Regions from separate parts of the Mus musculus genome. Here region 1 is linked to region 2. A link is a contact called in public promoter capture Hi-C data. All regions are on one chromosome and are shown on one strand. The core of a region is the stretch at or near the end of the contact, and the rest is flanking DNA. Distances in the headings are between cores, read along the strand shown. Region 1 overlaps Rnf24 (ring finger protein 24). Region 2 overlaps 1700037H04Rik (RIKEN cDNA 1700037H04 gene).

Region 1 (3,109 bases), core at 526-3,025, 160 kb before region 2:
AGAAAGTCCACATGTTGCACGTGGTAGTTGGTAACAGACAGGTGCTGCAGTTCATGGGGAAAGAAGGAACTTGATAAATGTTATAGAGCCAGTAAGAATCAGTTTAGGGATAAAAAGAATCTAAGACCCTACCTTACAATTCACATAAAATAGAGCTCTCAGCCCTTAATGTAGTAGATAAAATAAAACGTGATTTTTCAGAATGTGGGGCATTGTCTTGAGACTGTCTTATGTAGCCCAGGCTGGCCTCAAATTCTCTGTAGCCAAGAATGACCTTAAACTTTTGATCCCTTTACCACTGTCTCCAAGTGCTGGGATATCATGTTTGTCTCCAGACATTGACTTCAGGAGAATTATCCTTTATTCATTCATTCATTCATTCATTCATTTTTGGTTTTTCGGGAGAGAATTATCCTCTTAATCTTTGGCTAAGCAGACATTTCTGAAACTGGATACAAAAAGAATATCCGTTAGGGACTCTGGATTGGAAGAAACCAAATACAAAGGAGAATGCACCAAGCGACCCATGGATGTGAATCTTAAAGCAAGCACAGCTAACCTACATTTGGCCAATTGGGCAGTTCTAAGGGTGGACACTGACTGGGAAAGGTCACTTAGAAGCTTCAGGGATCCTCGGAAGAACCTATATCTTGATGTAGATGAGAATTATTCCTGCAGATGCATTTTTTACATTTCTGAACTATGTACTTAGTTTTTTGCACTTTATTGAATTTGTGTATTAATTTTTTTAATTAAGAAGAATGAGACAAATTAACTATTGAACTAAGACTTTGCTTAACATGAAAAATCTTTATCTTCATTACAATGTTTGATGTATTGAGATTCTTATTTCAATGAGATTTCTCTAGAACTTAAGAGTGGGTACTATCCCATGGTTCAGTGGGAACTCTCTCCAAAATCTCAATATCTCACCATTCATTTGTGTCTTTTAGGCTGAGACATCAAGCACACAAAGAATTTTATGCCTACAAACAGGTGAGAAATTGAATTACAAGTAGCTTTTACTGTGCTTTTCAATAAACTTTGAGACTGAGTTCCATTCATAGTTTAGGCTGGAATTCTCTTACTATGGGTTCATCTTCGCTTTTCCTTTGTCAGTTTATACCACAGAATAGAGCAATTTGATTTTCTAATGTGATCTTTTATTTGAAGCTATAGAAAATTTAGGTGATAGGATAAGATGACGGAATTTCAGCCAGTATTTGTCGAAGAAAAATGTTGTCATCTGTAACACTTCAAGTCACCACTGACTTAATGGAGTGCATATCCCACTGTGTGGGTCTCCTCTTTTATGAACAATAGGGGCTGCCCAGAGGAGCCAGCTGTGTTCCTGTGTTCACTCTTGCCCTTGGGTCAGCAGCCTTTCACCCACATGTTTTTGATCACCCCAGCTTGCTTTGTTGGTGTTGGCATGTTTTGTTGTTTTAAGCAGGATCTTACTAAATGCCCAGGGTTGACCTGGGACCTATTTTGTAGTCCAGGCTGGTCTGAACATGATGCAATCCCCATCACGGCCTTCCAAGTGCTAACAGGCCTGTGTTGCCATGCTGATAGACGCTACCTTTTCTTGAAGCAAAAACAGTAGTTTATACTTCCATGTATCATCTATTAATATTTTACTGCTAACATAATCAAATAGTGGTCCTAGATTTCCCTTAATTTTGGCCCCAAACATGACATTGTTGATGTCCTTAGCTTCTCTGAGACAGTAAGAGAGGTGGCTTCTTTGGCTCTGCTGACTCTGAGGTCACATTTTAGAGTTGTGTGTCCTTCTGTTTGACTGTGTGGAAGTGTTTGAGGGGAACTCATTGTGCACCGTGCATGACTACTGTGGCCTCTGGCGTCTGCCATGTGGGCCTAGCACAGATGAATGCTGAAGTTTCTAAATGAATAAGTCGCCTGTCTCAGTCCTGTCATAATCTTAAGTATCTACAAGACGTTTGGGTATAAGTTAACTATAGAGTAAAACTGGCCTTGATGGTCATTTAATAGGTAGAATTCACGGAGAACTGGTGAGGTGAGGTGAGGTGAGGTGAGGTGAGGTGAGGTGAGGTGAGGTGAGGTGAGGTGAGGTGAAAGGTAACCTAGTCCTGAGATGCGTAAGATTTTAGCACATCATCCTCTGGGTGGACAGCAGCTTGCTTTGTGATTTATGAAAATGCGATTTCCCTTAAATCTTTCCTAAAGATTTATTTATTTATTTTATGTATGTGATATACTGTCCCCCAGATCCCATTACAGATGGTTGTGAGCCACCACGTGGGTGCTGGGAGTTGAACTCAGAACCTCTAGTAGAACAGTCAGTGCTCTTAACTGCTGAGCCATCTCTCCAGCCCCCTTAAATCATTTTCTATTTGAATGTTAAACATCTAGAATTTAAACATTTTAACCAAATTTAACTTCTCTGATTTTCCCCTTTAAGATAAACATAAGCTGGGCAGAGGCAGGCTGATTTCTGAGTTCGAGGCCAGCCTGGTCTACAGAGTGAGTTCCAGGACAGCCAGGGCTATATAGAGAAACCCTGTCGAAAAACAAAAACAAAAACAAAAAAAAAAAGATAAACATAAGTAGAGGCTGTGAAGAGATGGCACAGTGGTTAAGAGCTCTTCTAGAGGTCTTGAGTTCAATTCCCAACAACCACAGGGTGGCTCACAACCATTTATAATGGGATCCAATGCCCTCTTCAGGTGTGTCTGAAGACAGCTACAGTATACTTATATACATAAAATAAATTAATCTTAAAATTTTTTAAAAAATATTTTACATGTACAGGTGTTTTCCCTGCATGTTTGTCGGCACACTGTGTGTTTGCCTGGTGTCCTTAGGCCTAAAGAAGGCATGAGAGAGTCAGATCCTCTGAGACTGGAGTTACAGAGGGTGTGAGCTGCCATGTGGGTGCTGAGAATTGAACCTGGGTCCTCTGAAAAGGAAGTCAGTGTTCTTAACAACTGAAATCTCTCCAGCCTCCAAAATTTTTTTAATGATGTGTATTATGAAATTTTTATTTTTTGATAGAATTTTTTCAATGTTCCGTTCATTTCAGCTGATGTTTGTTACCACACACCCAAAACAGATTTAGGTAAAAATT
Region 2 (3,017 bases), core at 391-2,890:
CAGAAGGTCTTTAAATTTTCTTTTAAAATTATTACTGTGTGTGCACTGTTCTGCATGTGCCACAGCGTGCATGTGGAGGTCAGGGAGCACTGTGTGCAATCAGGACTTCACATTGGACTGACCTCACGTCCAAAGCCTGTGTGTGTGGCAAGTACCTCTATCCATTGAGTCATCTTACCAGCCCCTAGGAAGCTTTTTTTTAAAAAGCTTTTCCTTCCTTCCTTCCTTCCTTCCTTCCTTCCTCCCTATCTATCTATCTATCTATCTATCTATCTATCTATCTATCTATCTATCTATCTATCTAATCTACCTACTATAGAGACAGGGTTTCTCTATGTATCCCTTGGCCATCCTGGAATTCACTCTGTAGACCAGGCTGGCCTTGGACTCAGAGATCCGCCTGCCTCTGCCCCCAGAGTCCTGGGATTAAAGGCGTGCACCACCACTGCCCGGCCTTTTTACATTTATTTATTTTGGGGGACGTGTGCTATAGCATACATATGGAGGTGTGGACATCTTTCGAAAGTCAGCCCACCCCTTCTTTTGAGTAGGTTCTGAGGACCAGATTCAAATTGTCAAGTCAGTGGTGAGTACCATTTCGCCCACTGTGCCCGCTCAGTAGACCTGATAAGCTTTTGAGGACCATTGACATGGCTTAGCAGGTAAAGGTACTCGCCCAGCCTGGCTACCTAAGTTTGGTCCCAGAACCTACTTGGTGGGAGGATAGAGCCAGCTACTGCAAATTATCATCTGACCTGCACAGCACTACAGCATGTGGTAAGCCAGTAAAAAGAAACCCAATTGTTTTTTTTTTAAAGTGTTGTTTTGCTTTTTTTAAGACAGGGTCTCATGTACTCCAAGCTGTCCTTGAACTGGCTGTGTAGCCAAGGATGACCTTGGGCTTCCCATCCCTCTGCCCCTGCCTCCAGAGTGCTGGGATTACAGGTATGGCCCACTAGGCCTGATTTGATTTGGTGATGGGAGCAAACCCAGGGCCATGCATGCTAGACAGGCACTCTACCAACTGAGCTCTGGCCCCGGCTCACTGGGTAGCTCACACTGCTCTTCAACCTGTAGCAGTCCTGTTGCCTTGGTCTCCATGCTGGGAGTAGACGAGAGCTACCTCGCCTGCCTCAGAAAGCTTTCAGAAGGACACTCTTCTCAGAAGCATTTCAGATTCTGACCCTTCACACCAAAAAGTTCCCAAGGCCTCTGTCCCAGAGGGACAGCATCGGTTTGCCAGGCAGTGTATCTGGATGACAGAAATGACTTGGGCCATGAGCAGAGGTCACTGATCACATGGCACCACTGAGTGTGCAGGTGGGCACACATCCATTACCACATGTCGGCAGACAGGATCACAGGTTTAGTTAATATTTGGCTTTTGACTTGCTGGGGGCTCCCACAGCTAGTTTAGTGGTTTTTTTGTTGTTGTTGTAGTTAGTTAGTTTGGTTGGTTCTTGGTATCAAAACCAGTGACTCATACGTGTTGAATACATAGTCTACCACTGAGCCATTCCCCAAACCCTAATGTCCAGTTCTCCAGTTCTGTTTTCTCTTCAATCCCATGCCATCTATCAAGTCATGAAGTCACCAGCATTCCTTCCTGGCCTGCTTGATCTGGATAGGTGCTGGAGTGACGCTTCCCCTCCCTGGCTGTGACTGGTTTCTTACTGAGTACTACACAGGACAGGAGTGACCAGGAGGTCTAGGAAGGACTTTTCTATTGTTTACAATGTGACCTCTAGGCAGTCACTTCCTGACTTCCATATTCTTATCTATAAAACTGAGGCCTATGGGGTCTCTGAGACAGACACTGGGGCGTGACCCTTCACACAAAAAATTTCCCAAGGCCCCTGTCCCACAGGGACAGCATTGGTTGCCAGGCAGTGTATCTGGACAACAGAAATCACTTGGGCCTTGAGCCTTAAGGGGAAGGGATTGTTGAAAGGCCTGGAACAGCTGGAGAGTAGCAAGCGTTGGGCTTCCAGGGAGGCAGGTGCTGGGGCCCACCAGGAGCCCAGGCGGCCGCCCTGATGCCCTAGAGGAGCCCCAGTGAAGGTGCTTCTCCCTCCTCCCCTGTTGCTGCAGGTTGGCTTCCTGAAGATCCTGCACAGGTATGAGATTACCTTCACTCTGCCTCCAGTGCGCAGACTGAGCAAGGACATCCGTGAGACCCCTGTCCACAGCTTGCACCTCAAGCTGCTCAGCGTCACACCCACCTCTGAAGGTAGGTCCCCTCCTGGGCTGCGGGGGCCTGCTGGGAGTAGGAGGGAGGAGAGCATGTGTTTCTTTGCCCTTTCCCTAGCTAGGGTGATCAGGCTGCTCAGTAAAAGTCAGGGGCTTGGCACCTCCTTGAGTTTCCAGTGTGGGAGCATGGCAGTTCCAGCCCCAGGCGTCCATTTTTGGACAGAAAATCCATTCCATTGACATACACTCCAGGTTTGCATACCTCTTCACTGTCTGATGGTACCTTCAGTGGAGATGTCCCAGAGATGGGAGCCACTGAGGAACTGCCTTTGGGCTTCCAGCCTTCCCTCTCATCTTCCTGGATAAAAAGGCAGGAGCTGTAGGCGCTTTGGGTGGCTGATATCTAGAACGTTCCATCCAGGCATTGGGTTCTATGCTGCTTCTCCGGCTGGCTCCTGGTGCTGCCCCGACTCCTGGTCACCAGCCTGACGGAGACTAGGGCGCCAGTTTCAAGGGTATGAAGCCGAGCACTGGCTTCAATTCCACATCCCCACTTCTGCTTCCTAATCACTTGCTGTTTAGCGGACGTTCCTTTCTCTCCACCCCATCTGTTCAAAACCCACTCTGACAGCCTCTCCTTGATCTCCATCACCCCCTTCCTGCCATCTTGTGTGGCACTAGTGGGACCTTAGAAGGATGAATTAGATCCTGTCTTCCACCTTTAGAGCCACACTGAGTTCTCAGGCCAGGGGCACATTGGCCTTATTTGAAAGGATGGGGAGTTTCTTAAGTCCTGTACCAGCTCTGTAGGGTGGGTCTCTGAAGGG

Evidence for each region. Capture Hi-C pulls out chosen DNA fragments and counts their contacts.
Region 1: a promoter capture Hi-C map of adipose tissue shows a contact between it and region 2. The contact joins two enhancer-like sites. A contact is called at or near these places in 1 of 39 promoter capture datasets (pre-B cells), 2 of 115 datasets of contacts at active chromatin or transcription factors (bone marrow-derived macrophages and memory CD8 T cells) and 3 of 9 other capture datasets (adipose tissue, liver and pancreatic islet).

What each region holds. Positions count from the first base shown.
Region 1 is chr2:131,306,362-131,309,470 of GRCm38.p6, reverse strand. It overlaps Rnf24 (ring finger protein 24), which reads left to right. Exons shown (of 6, transcript NM_178607.4): 3 at 954-996. Among named protein-coding and RNA genes, the nearest start is that of Mir103-2, 20 kb to the right of the region's middle. Within about 2 kb of position 1,775, at least 8 of the 459 cell types and tissues checked have an H3K27ac peak or open chromatin away from gene starts, as enhancers often do. A contact at or near this core is called in adipose tissue, where this site is marked.
Region 2 is chr2:131,147,369-131,150,385 of GRCm38.p6, reverse strand. It overlaps 1700037H04Rik (RIKEN cDNA 1700037H04 gene), which reads left to right. Exons shown (of 6, transcript NM_026091.3): 4 at 2,092-2,230. Among named protein-coding and RNA genes, the nearest start is that of Gm14232, 8.4 kb to the left of the region's middle. Within about 2 kb of position 1,640, at least 16 of the 459 cell types and tissues checked have an H3K27ac peak or open chromatin away from gene starts, as enhancers often do. A contact at or near this core is called in adipose tissue, where this site is marked.